Regions from separate parts of the Zea mays genome. Here all the other regions are linked to region 1. Evidence: chromatin contacts called from public Hi-C data. All regions are on one chromosome and are shown on one strand. The core of a region is the stretch at or near the end of the contact, and the rest is flanking DNA. Distances in the headings are between cores, read along the strand shown. Region 1 holds the start of LOC100275992. Region 2 holds the start of LOC103641516 (probable protein phosphatase 2C 37). Region 3 has its middle 33 kb from the start of LOC103641516.

What was found. Hi-C and Micro-C count contacts between places; a contact is called where the count stands out from the background.
Region 2: a contact with region 1 is called in a Hi-C map of leaf, with 3 times the contacts expected there. The contact joins the promoter of LOC103641516 here to the promoter of LOC100275992 in region 1. A contact is called at or near these places in 2 of 25 Hi-C or Micro-C datasets (ear and leaf).
Region 3: a Hi-C map of leaf shows a contact between it and region 1, with 2.7 times the contacts expected there. The contact joins the enhancer-like site here to the promoter of LOC100275992 in region 1. A contact is called at or near these places in 3 of 25 Hi-C or Micro-C datasets (ear and leaf).

The regions. Positions count from the first base shown.
Region 1 is chr10:103,425,629-103,429,946 of Zm-B73-REFERENCE-NAM-5.0, forward strand. It overlaps LOC100275992, which reads left to right and starts at 1,822. Exons shown (of 1, transcript NM_001149893.2): 1 at 1,822-2,788. The coding sequence starts at 1,834. The coding sequence ends at 2,517.
Region 2 is chr10:103,571,802-103,576,084 of Zm-B73-REFERENCE-NAM-5.0, forward strand. LOC103641516 (probable protein phosphatase 2C 37) reads left to right here and starts at 1,532. Exons shown (of 4, transcript NM_001319772.1): 1 at 1,532-2,068; 2 at 2,616-3,014; 3 at 4,001-4,106. The coding sequence starts at 1,532.
Region 3 is chr10:103,604,421-103,608,979 of Zm-B73-REFERENCE-NAM-5.0, forward strand. It overlaps the pseudogene LOC109942880. Among protein-coding and RNA genes, the nearest start is that of LOC103641516, 33 kb to the left of the region's middle. Within about 2 kb of position 3,206, at least 1 of the 20 cell types and tissues checked has an H3K27ac peak or open chromatin away from gene starts, as enhancers often do. A contact at or near this core is called in leaf, where this site is marked.

The DNA.
Region 1 (4,318 bases), core at 572-3,071:
TGTTCCTCAGTGGATGTAATGAAGTAGTTAGATGAATCTGATTTGTGTTGTAATGCATCGTGGTACTGAGTACTCTCTAGTACGAACTAGCTTTGCAGTAGTTAGATGAATATGTATATGTAATGTACTGTGCCCATAAGTATTTTCCACTGTTCGACGGCTGTGTTGGTAATTCAACTGAAATGTGGCACATGCCCCCTTGTATTTTTTGAAATATGGACATCCAAAATCGCCTCCAATACAAATTGGATGCGACCTATAGTTCCCGTCGGGAGGAAGAATGTGTTTACAACACAAAGTTCACTGCGGTGTTCCTTAACACAACCCGTCAGAGGAAGGATGCTATTTCCACCGGCAGGTTGGGTTAAGGAACCGCCAATGAAAATGCTATTTTCATTGACGGTTCTTTTATACCTACTGACCACTTAACAAGTTGGAAACATCAACCCGCCCTAATGCCTTCTAGCTAGTTGGCGCGGTAGTTAAAACCAAGTCTTATTCAGGAACCGGTACTGATGTACGTACCCGTCCTCCAGTGTGGTGTTTGTTTTCTGATGAATGGGATTTGAGATTCTTTAGAGCTCGCGCTGTTGTGTGATGAATCACGTACGTTCCCGGCGAGACTTTTCTTGTGACGTGTTTTGCGCATCGTTATATTACTTGTCGATCGCTGGGTAATGTGTTTTTGCGTGAACGTATATGGTGAGTGTGTCGCCATTCGTCAAGTGTTATTAAGTTCCTCGCTCGTTCACACCAGGGAGAGAGGTCATGCATGGTAAAAGAGCTAGGGTAAAAGGTCTAGTACTAGTAGCTAAGCATAGTTATCAACGAAAGGGAAGCGTTTGTGGCAACTGGTGGCAACAATATACTTCGCCTTTCTATTGGCATCATGCCATTGCATGCCCGAAGTATATTGCTCAATGCTGCCTGCTGCTCGTTGCTGCCCACTGTGAGCTGAGAAAGCGAGCAGAACGAGTTGACCCCAACAAATACTATTTTAATTAGCTCTTGCTTTTCAACATGATCTACGACGTGTGTGGATGCCGAGATGTGATGTGCTGCAGAGGCTGGACATGACACCTTGACCAATCATGGAAGCTAAGGCCCGGATTCGCCCTCTCTGTATCTCTGCCCGCGCGGAAGCCAGATTGAAATGCATGTACTATACCTACTCGTAATGTTTGCAGTCAAACTGCATGCATGAGGAAAATGGAGACGATGATGTATAATGGAGCAAGGCCATGGACGCTTTCAGTGCCTCGGTAACACGCCCTAGAGTCCTTTTGCCTCTTTACGGAAGGAGCTGGAGTGAGGCAGAAGCAAAAGCCCTCTGCCTGCTCCTGTGCTGCTGCGCGTGGGCGTGGGCGTGGGCGTGGGCGTGGCTGTGGTTTACAGAGTACACTACTCAATACCCATTCAACACAACAGTGTGCATCGATGTCCCCTCCCAGCCGGCCCCGGCCCCTACGATTCACGCGGCCACAAAGATTTATTTACCGCGCGCACATATATGTGGCGACCATATCTCTCTCTTTGTGCTGGCTGGCTGGCTTCAGGTGTCTTGTCGTGAAGAAAGGTACCTGCATGCCTTGCAAATGCCTGTCACTTAGTCTTGCCCAGAATGGCTGGCCTTGTTCTGACGGTATCTTGGCCGTAGCATCAATTGCGCGCCGCTTCTGCTCGATCGATCGCCATGCATGCAGAACAAATGGGCTGCTAGCTGCTTTTCTTTACAAGCTCTTCTCTTTAATTTTAGTAGATAGATAGATGCTTCTGCAGCGCAGGGTGCTATATATATAGCAGCAGCTAGCTGGGTGTGCTGCGTGCACATGCATGATTCACTTAGACACAAAGTGTTATTATCTAGCTAGTCTGGCTCAGCTCCTCGCTACGTACAGGACCACACCGCCGGCCACGCGTACGCCAGCAATGGAGAGCAGTAGAGACCACGGCCGCGGCCTCAAGCCGCTGCCAGCGTGGACGACGACGACGACGCCGGCGGGAACGGGACACAGCTTCAGCCTGGCCGCCGGCTGCTTCCCGTGGCCGCCGCAGAGGTCGTCGCCGCCGCCGTCGGTGTCCTGCTACACCTGCGGCTACTGCAGACGGGAGTTCAGGTCGGCGCAGGCGCTGGGCGGCCACATGAACGTCCACCGGAGGGACAGGGCCAGGCTCAGGCAGTGCTGCTCGGCGTCGGCGGCAGCGCACCCTTCTGCTTCCCTTCCGAGCCCCGCCCTGACCGCGCGCCACCAGCACAGCAGAGCTCCGATTCCCAACCTCAACTTCTCGCCGCAGCACTGCGCCGCCGGCGGCTCGATGGCCGCCGCCGACCCCGTCATCTACAGCTTATTCTCGACGACGACGTCGTCGTCCACCGCTGTGGCAACGAAGGCGGCAGTTGAGGTGAGCTTGGAGCTGGGGATTGGGGTCTGCGGTAGAAGCAGCGGCCGTGGCGGTGGTGTCGTCGAGGACGACGGGCTGGATCTTGAGCTCAGGCTCGGGTGCGCATGGGAGTGATGACTGATGACTGATGAGGCACACGTACGTAGTGTGTCGTCGTAAGTGTGAACCATGCATGCATGCAGGTCGGTGTAGTGTAGGGTTAAATTAAATGGTCGTCGTAGCTGTCATTATGTGAACCTTATTTCCTTTTATTTTATTACACGTGTCCTCCCTCGCTAGCTCTCGTCCATGTATGAACTATGTGCGCCCCCGCAGCAGCATTGCCACGACTTTGCTAATTGAAGTAAAAAAAAACTTTATAATGTTAGTGTGGTTTGTGGCTCCACTACCGGACTGACATTTTTTATGGAGTGTCTCAAATACTCGGCAAAGTTTTTTTACGCTCAGCAAAGATTTTATCGAGTGTTACACTTGGTAAAGAATAATCGACAAATATTTTATCAGCAATTAGTTCTTTGCTGAGTATTTTTTTTCTGGCACTCGGCAAATATTTTGTCGAGTGTCAAAAACACTCGAAAAAGTACTCAGCAAATTAAGAATCACAAAAAAAAACAGCAAAACAATTTTTTATATTTAGGGGAACACCCCCAACCATCACCACTGCCCTACCATCGTCCTTCATTTTCACCATTCTTTTGAACTGAATTTTGCGCGCAACCTACTCAACCACTACACCACTATATCACTTGTGTCTATATTATGTTTTCCTTCCTCATGTATTATAATAAACCGAGAGTAAACTGATTATTTGAGGCACTAAAGAAATTTAAATGAAAATGTTGGCATCTGTAAAGTTACATATCTTTTCAAGATCTACAACTTTCATATTGATAGTTTCATCCGAGGTCATTTACAAAATTTGAATTTAAAATTTGAAAACTTCAAACATATTTTTCTATGACAAGATGATTTTAAATCAAAAAAATTATCAATTAAAAAGTTTCATAACATTTCAAGACCTACAAACTTTTATTTTGGTGGTTTTTCCATCCGAGATTGTTTGAAAAATTTGAATTTTAAAATTCAAACAAAGTTTTGCATGACAAGATGATTTCAAACGAAAATGTTGTCAATTACAAAGTTTCATAACTTTTTAATACCTATAACTTTTTCATTTTGGTGGTTTTTCCATTTGTGGTCGTTTTGAAAATTTGAATTTTAAATGTTTAAAATTCAGAGGTAGTTTTTATAGACAAGATGACTTTAACCAAAAGGTTGCCAACTACAAAATTCCAGAACTTCTTAAGATTTACAAAGTTTATTTTGGTTGTTTGGTCATTTATTCATCCCACATGTTGGTTCTAACATTATTCATAAATCTTATACATCTCTCTTGTAGTTTCATAAACTACGAGAGAGATATAGTTTTTATGAACAAATTTACTTTTATTTTATCATATGAAGAAATGACCAAAATATAAATTATACATCTTGATGAGTTATACAAATTTATAGTTGAAAACGTTTTCATTTGAATTAATTTACTGCTTGAAAATGCAATTTTTAAATTGTCTTTGCCGAGTGTCAAAAATAAAACACTCGGCAAAAAAGCTCTTTGACGAGTGTAAAAAACACTCGGCAAAGAAACCCTTTGTCGAGTGTTTTTGTTTGGCACTCGGTAAAGAACTTCTTTGCTGAGTGCCCGAAAAAGACACTCGACAAATCATTTGGCACTCAGCAAATAGTCAGATTCTGGTAGTGCTCCATTTCAGTCTTTCATGTTCGTGGTCGTGTTTTTCAACACAAATTGAAGGTCCATTCATGTGCATGGATTGAAGGTTCATTCATAAACGACCTCATGTCTGTGGTTGTGTTTGTAAGAAACGGTGACGCCTAAGAGGAGGAATTAGGACTT
Region 2 (4,283 bases), core at 282-2,781, 150 kb after region 1:
CACTCCCACTCCACCCCTCCTGTCACCCACACGGACACACCATATCTTCACCCGAGCGCAGCCTACGCAGGGCGCACCACCGTCAGCCTATTCTCGAGTCATCGGCTCCCCCGTCGGTGTACCGTCCGGCGCAGCGCGCCCCCGACCACGCCCCTGTCAGAGTCCTCCGTCACCCTGCTCTCCGGCACCAGCATGTTCTCCAGCCATAGACTCCCAAACCGGTCTGTCCTCTGGCGCGCTACGCCCCCGTCCGTGTCTTCCAACGACGTTGTTGTGCCGTGATCCAGCCCCCACCATCATCCACCAATACCACCTACATGTCCCCTACCGACACCACTAGGAGAGAAGCAGCGGCCCCCATCTTTTATTGTGCTTATTGGTTTCTCAAATACTGAAATAGTGTTGGTTTCATTTATTTTGAATGTTGTAATTTCGTTTGGAATTAAAGATATCATTTTTAGTATGGTAATGTGACCATTTTTAGTTCATCATTCATTCATCCCTCATCACGAAACCAAACAAAAAACGGTGCAGCTTCAACCCACTTCAACCCTGTCATCAAACAAGAAATTGGGTTCAACCCGTCGCTTAAACCAAACAAGGAACGGGTCCGATCTAACCCACAAAAATGAGTCGGTTTCGACTCAACCCTTTTCGTTCCAAAACCAAACGCACTATAAAAGAGGCTGTTGAAGTCCAGTTTTTTTAAGGAGCATAGGCTCTTAAGAACGTTCTAATTACTGGTTATTAGAATATACTACGTACCTTCGTTCTCGAATATTTATCGTCTGCTGATTCGTTCAGTTTTTACTAAAACACGACAAAGAAAAAAAAGGATGAAGTACCCGTTGGGATGCCCTAACACCTTTACCATTTACCATCAGACGCTTGCTATACACTATACACTAGACACACGAAAGAGAAGAATGGATGCGCGCGCGGCATGCCGGCGGGCAGGGCGTCGGGAGAAAGACGGCGACGGCAACGGCAGGCATCGTCCAAAGGCCGCACCGCAGCAGGCCGTCATACGGCGCACGCACCGTGGAGGGATGGAATGGAACGCAACGCAACGCAACGCATGCAGCCGTGCCTTTCGGTGCTGCCCTGCCAGTTTGCGCGCGGCGTCCCCCAGCGGGACCACGCGCCCCCTTTACCTCCCCGGCCACGTGTCGAGCGCAATCCACGTCGCACTTACGTGGGTCCCGCCGCACAGAACCCGCTGCTCTTCCGTCCACGCGACCTGACCTCGCATCGCAGTCTCGCACACCACACCACCCCCCACGCGGACGCCAAGGCGCAACGGAGAGAAAGAAAGAGAAGGGGGATGGAGCGAGAAGAATAAGACATCGTCTTCGACCACCCCGGCCGGCCCCTCCACTCGATCTCCCAGCCCCTCCGTCAGCCACCTCGATCTCATCCGATGCTCTAGCTAGGCAGGCTAGCTTCGCATGGATTCACCCGCGGCTGCGTCGTCGCTGCTCCTGGACCACTCGTGCCGCCGCTCTTCCTCTTCCTCTTCCTCCGCCGCCTGATGGTGATGGCCAGCGCCGGCGTCAACGTGCCCGGCGGCGACGAGGTACGGAACCCGACCGCTGCGTCCGCGTCCACCCCAGAATGCCGGATGCGCAGGCGCCACCGCCTCGAGCCCCAAGGATCCGGCGACGCCGCCGCCGCTGCGGCGCCGGGCCCGAGCTGGGTGCGCCGTCTCCGTCCTGCGGCCTCCCGGTTCTCGCCGTCGCCGTCGCCATCGCTGTCGCCGTCGTCGTCCCAGAGCTCTGCGGACAGGCCCAACGACGAGGAGCAGGAAGAGCTCGACCATGAGGTGGAGGTGGAGCTCGCGCCGGCGGGGCCGCAGCTCGAGCCCGGCGAGGCTGAAGGTGAACCTGAAGCCGAGGCCGTCGCCGTCGCCCCGCAGGTGTGGCCCGTGGCCTTCGGCTCCCTGTCCATGGCGGGGCGGATGCGGATGATGGAGGACGCCGTCTCGCTCCATCCGGACTTGTGCACCTGGGCCGCCGACGGCTCGCCCATGCACTTCTTCGGCGTCTTTGACGGCCACGGCGGCTCCCATGTACGTGTCGTGTCGCTTCACGCCCCCGCCGCCAATCTCCAGCTAGTCACTCCATCAGTCCATCGATTGATCCATCCCTAGCTAGTAGTTCATGTTCATGAGTTCATCCATCCGAAATTTCATGGATTTTTTTTACCTAGACTGATGCCATACGTTTACCTATATATTGTGCACCGTCATCTAATAGACGGTGGTAATACTAGGCCAAGAAGGAGACAGCCATGGATGCGTGCCGAAGAGAAGCTGCAACAGCTAGCTTCCTTCTCTCCCGCCGCACCACATTTGGCGACTAGCAGTAGTCACTGCTTGCTTTCCGCTGCTAGCTAGTACCAGGTGTCCAGCTGGCCACATTCTAGCTCATTCCAAATTCGACAAGGATCATCCACGTGTCTCTGCCTCGTTTAATTGTCTTTTATTTATTTATTTAGTTATTATTATTGTGAATACCCGTATCGGATACTCTCTGTGTTAGTACTTCATTAGTACTACTAATCGATCGATCGCACGACACACGTACTAATGTACAAATACCAATGCATGCACGCAGGTGTCCGCGTTATGCCGGGACCGGATGCACGAGGTGGTGGCGGAGGAGCTGGCCAGGGAGGGAGCCACCTTCCTGCGGCGGCGGCAGGAGTCGGCGGCGTCGGGCAGCGCCGCCTGGTCGGAGCGGGCGGAGGAGGAGCGCGCGTGGCGCGCGGCGCTGCAGCGGGGCTTCCGGCGGGTGGACGATATGGCGGCGCTGGCGTGCGCGTGCGGGCGCGTGGCGCGGCCAAGCTGCAGCTGCCCGCTCGCCGGCACCTCCTCCGGCATCGTCGGCTCCACCGCCGTGGTGGCCCTCCTCGTCCGCGGCCGCCTCGTCGTCGCCAACTGCGGCGACTCCCGCGCCGTGCTCTGCCGCGGGCCCGCCGGGACGCCGCCCGTCCCGCTCTCCTCCGACCACAAGGTACGACTACGTACGACACATATGCATGTACACTCCGATCATCTCGGCTTTCGACTCGCCGTAGCGTGGTGCTAGCTGTGGTTGTTGTGGTCGGAGCCGGGTCAGCCTCGCCGACCGTTGACCCGTGCGCCGCGTGTCGTGGGGGCGGGGCCCGCGTGGGTGACCCGGTGAGGTGTCTCGCGCCTCCAGAAGTTTCGGTCGCAGCCAAGTCGTGGTTGGCCGCCGGCGGTGTTCGACGACGTGTACCGCCGCTGACGTCAGAGGCAACGGATGGGATCATCATCATGGGAGCGGTTGTCGGGGCTGGGATCTCGATTCTCGACAGGAAGGCAGCGGGCGCTGCTGCTGCAGCACGGATATCAAAGCAGGCCATGCAGTGGCAGTCCCGTGGATAGCTCGGAACTTTCAGGGCGGTCGCTGTGCGCCGTCGCTGTCGCCGGTTGGACACGTGGCGGGAACGGCGGGGGATTCCGAGGGTGAGGGGGGGGGGCACGTGTCGGTGGATGCTGGGGCACGTGGGGAGACCCGAGTGGTCGCCGGCTGGTGGGCCCTTGTACCTCAAAGCTGTGGGGCCGGGGCTGCACTCTCCACTCGCTGGGTCGCTGTCGCCTGTGCGGCGGGGCCCGCCGGAGAGGAAAAGGGTGTGGTGGCCGGAGGCGCCACCTGCCCGTCTCTGCGTGCCCGCAGCAGAGAGAAGAGGAGAGAATCGATGGAATGAGGAGAAGTACTGTAGACGGGTCAGTCAGTGCTGCTGTGGCTGCTGTGCTGGTGCGCCAACATTCGTGCTGATTACGACGCCATGTCGTCGTAGTAAACTAGTAATTAAGGGATTTTTCTTAAACACATCATTACGCTATGTTAGAGCGCCTTGTCTTTCATAGGTACCGTTGCTGCGCGAGTTGCCGTTGTTTGATCAACTAAAATAACTGCTGCTTTCCAAATTTATTTTTGGTTTCGAATTGAGGAAAAGAAAAAACTTTGTGCAGCCAAATCGGGCAGACGAGAAGGCGCGGATCGAGGCGGCCGGCGGGCGGGTGGTGTTCAACAACGGGCACCGCGTGCGTGGGATCCTCGCCATGTCGCGCGCACTAGGTACTATCTTATCTACCAAAATAATGTCTGAGTCTCTCTCCACTATCTAGTGTTCTCATTAAGGTCAGAAAGTGATGCTGGGCACACGTGTCTGGCTTCTCGCGTTTGATGACACCGCCGACGATGTCGCGCGCTTTGGATCATCCTTCTCTGTTTTTTTTTTTTTTTTTTGCACAC
Region 3 (4,559 bases), core at 1,956-4,455, 180 kb after region 1:
AGTTTGGTTGGGAGGTGGCCGAGAGATAGCCGACAAAGTTATTAGAAAAAATGAGATGGTGTCTCATACTGCCTTGGAAGAGGCAAAGAAAGCTAAAGAAGTTGTAGAGCGTGAAAGACTTATAGGTATATTTGTCATGATTTAGCTTTGTAAATTGTTTTAGCTTTGGAACTAACAAAACACTTATACTATGGTGCAGCCGAACTTTCTCCCCCTCTGGAGCCGTATGACCCTAAGGCCGATCCAGCTCTGAAGGGGCTCTTGAAGTAATCAGAATAGCTAACAAAGTTGTTGATGAAGCTGTGAATAGGCTTCTAAACGAAGCCGCTGATAAAGTTCTAAAAGAGGATGATTAGACCTTGTTTATTTGAACTGTAGAATTTTTGTATGTAGTTTCCTTTTGTAAGAAACAATTATCAACTATATATATTTAATGATGTAATATATTTCTTTGTGGAATGTGAAACCTTCGTACGTACCGTTTTTGAGACGCAGGCGAAAAAACACCTTACCTTCTTTTCACGCTTCATAAAGATAAAAATCCCCTTTTCTGTCGAAGCAACTTATTGGATTCAAAGGTCTTGCCATAGATATTGCATAAGAGTACCGTTGTCGAAGGCATAAATCTTGTATAAATATACCGCTGCCGAAGGCATAGATCTTGCATTGTTGATACGTCCTTTCATAACTCTCTGCCGAAGATAGACTTAACCTCACGGGTTAGCCAGTATTTTTGAAGGAGCAATTTCTCTTCTTTTTCCACTATTTCAGATGATGCAAGATGATGAATGATGTGATGCTATGCAGTATGATATGATGACATGAAGCAACTGATGTTAATGCACGAATGCTTCATAAAAGTAAGACTCTGCATCCCCTTAGGAACGACTTTGGAGTCTCTTCACCTTTTACTTAGTTGGCATTTTAGCTCTGCATCCCCGTAGGAACGACTTTGGAGCTAAGCTCTGCATCCCCTTAGGAACGACTTTGTAGCTTCTTCACCTTTTACTTAGGTGGCATTTTAGCTCTGCATCCCCGTAGGAACGACTTTAGAGCTAAGCTCTGCATCACCTTAGGAACGACTTTGGAGCTTCTTCATGTAACACCTCTGGTGTTAAGCGAACTAAAAATCTGGCATATCATCATAAGCACTTGCATTATTTTGTTTGTTATACCTAGAATGCATTCACTAGGTCAAACTTTTTCGAAAGTGTGATGTTGTGTGTTGGGTTTAGGGTTTAGTTTAAGAACTTGGCTTAAGCTAGACAAGAATAGATCATCTCTTAGCAAGTGACAAATTGACTTGGATCCTTAAGTGCCAAGGGGAAGGACTTAGGACCTAGAGCAACTTTGCTTTCAAAGGTGGGTTAAGTGGAAGGATTAATTAAGGAACGAGATTAACCTCAAAACCCTAAGTGAGATTTGAAAACCTTCCTTGTGATTTGTGGATAAACAAAGAAACTCCTAAACCAAGGACACTTTAGACATGAGTTTCATGGACTAAAGTTGTAGAGCTTGGAAAAGTGGATAACTTTCTTATTTGGAGATTCCCAAGTTGTGTGGAAGAATTTGGAGTTAAGTACAAAAATTCAGTTTTGGGTTCATTTTGGAATTGCTGAAAATAATATAAACTAGTCAACTTTGGACCCTTGTAACTTCTAATCTAGAACCATTTTGAATATGGTCATTGTAACAAAGTTATCGAGCTACATGAGGAGTATAAGTTTTTTAAGTCACCAAGCTCTAAATCTATATGGAACTTGGAGAAAAACTAATCTAAAGTAAAGCTGCCAGAAATTTGGATTTCAGACTTAGTGAAATTCTGAGTCTGAATTTCAGCATTTGGAGCAAACTTTGGGCTATTGCAATTTGGAATCCAAGAAGTTTTGGTTAATGGTCACTATATAAAACTTGTAAAGGAACTATTGGAGTATAAGCTTTATTAAGCAACTTGCCCTAGAAGCATTTGGAACCCAGGAAGAAGAGTGGTTCAAAGTGGTGCTGCTGTGTTTCTGAATTTTTCAGATTGTGAATAGTAGCTGAATCTGGAATTCAGTATTGATGGCTGTTTTGGAGCTCATTTTTGGTTGTTCTATAAGGTTTTAGACTATGGTGCTTGTAGAGGAAATAAAGACCATATATTGGTGAACAACTTCCTTAAAGGGTGATGGACATGATCACATACAAGAATTGGAGTAACGACTGCTTAAAGTGGGACTGTGTTGTGGCTGAAACTGAATTATATTCAGTTATTGAAAACTGAATTTCAGTGAAAGTTGCTGAGTTTGGAGCCCATTTTCGGCTGATTCATGCAGTTATAGGCTAAGAAAGCTATACAAAGGTGGACGACCATGTGTTGGTGTATACGTTTGGTTAAGGATCATACCCCTAAAGCTACATGGAACTAGGAGAAAAGGTTGCCTAAATCTGGACTGTAAGGTTACTTGGACTGTGTTTTTTGTTCAGAACTAAAACCTGAATTTTAGTGAATCAGTTTAGAGCTCTGTTGTGATTAATCCATGTGATTTTATACTGTAGTTTTTATATAAAAGTTGAAGATCATCTAATGGTGAACAAGTTTATTTAAGCCAGTGTGACGTGGTGCTGCACATAAGTTGGAGTAAAACGTGCCCAAATTCTCTCTGTCAGACGTGTGGTGTTCAGTCTCTTATTCAGTTAGCTGCAGCTGGTTCCTAGTGTATTCACCCCACTCTGGAGCATTATAACTTTTGATCCATGAATCTTTGACCTACGGTTCCTACAGTAAACTTGTAAAGTTACATTTTGTGAACAAACTTTATTAACTATGGTTGGCATGTATTGCTTGGAATCATGAGGATCGAAGGGGTTACAAATGAGGGTTCAGTTTGGTGCCAAATTCAGTTCAGAATCTGAAACGTATTTAGTTTTGCTGAATTTTTAGAAACCACGTATTCCTTTCAGTTTTATACCCTTCTAACTCTTAATTCTTGGTGAATGACCATTACATCAAACTTGGAGATCTATTATGGAGGAATACATCTTATGATGAAGGATCCAAGTCGAGCTGTTGGGCAGGTGGTGGACTGAATATTGTTCAGATGACTGAAACCGGTTCAATTTTGGTATGAGAAAAAGATCTCCATGCCGCTGATGTTTATCCTGTACACGTGCTCAGTTCTCTAAAATTTTCTCCTTTGTTCCGGTCGTTCTTATCCAATATCTAGTGCACGTACTCCCTAGAAGTCTCTCCCGTGCGTTGTCTCATCTCCAGAAATCCACGTGCAGCCCTGAGCACAGGGCCGGGCCGGCATAATCCGAGAACATGTACTTAATTTTAAATTGGAGCCTATATCTTAAGGAAAAATAAAATATAGTAATAATATATATGTTATAATGGTTTACATAGCCATGGAAAAAGAAACGTACCTATTCAACGCTTTGTTGTATCATATTTATTTGAACAACTTCATTCTTTTGGTGTTACTTGAAATGAATTCTTCAATAATACGCTCATATTCAATCTTCTCCAATAATTCACTCTCAAGTGATATCTAGGCCAAATCAGTAAGTCTTTGTTGTAACATTGTAGAGCGCAAATATGACTTCAATAGCTTCAATTTAGAAAAGCTTCGTTCCGCTGATGCAACTGTCACTGGAATGGTCAATAGAACTCTATGGGTGTGTTTGGTTTGACTTTTGGCTTTTGGCTTTTGCCCCCTAAAAGCCAAAAGCCAACCAAAGGGCTGGATCCAGAAAGTAGCTTTTTCTAAAAGCTGACTTTCTCACAGTGCAAATCTGAAAGCACCCCTGAACCTGCTTTTAGTAACTTTTCGGATAGAACTGTGAAAACATATATCGAAGAACTTTTAACGACTTTTAGTGGATTCCACCAAACGGTTTTTAGCTTTTTAACGGCTCATAGCCTACAGCAGCTTTTTCCACAGCTCACAGCCCACAGCAACTTTTTTCACAGCCACAGCCCAACCAAACAGACCCTATATGCAATACTTGCATTAGGAAAAGAATTATGTCGTTTCAGAAACTTTAGAATTTCCAAAGGTCCCATATTTTCTTGTGGAATGAAATTTTGGAGAAACTTCAACTCTGCATACAATTCATTAGCATCAATATCAGATTTTCCATCCTTTTCGAGGGCAGCCTCCAGATTATCACAGGAGGACTTTAGGCTCTCATTATCCAATGACTGCAATGTTTCAGAAGTAAATAAGAAACCAAACATTTTCTGATAACCTTGGTATTGTTCAAATCTCCTTGTAAGTGAGGAAATTGCTTGATCAACAATAGGTATGAAATAGCTTATTCTAAATGACTCCTCTGGAGACAGTGTGGCAATATCTGGGACATCAGGGTTCTCATCAAAGTGTCTCTTTCTTTTAATTTTCCGTCTTTTACGAAATGATGTACCAATATCCATCTCAAGTGCAATGCCTTTGGCTGTCTCTAGTGCTTCTAAGAAACCAGTTTCCCTGTAGTTCTGGAAGAAAACAATCAGCCCTTGAACTTTCTCAATAGCAACATCAATAAGCATATCTTTTGATTGCAATTGTTTGCTTACT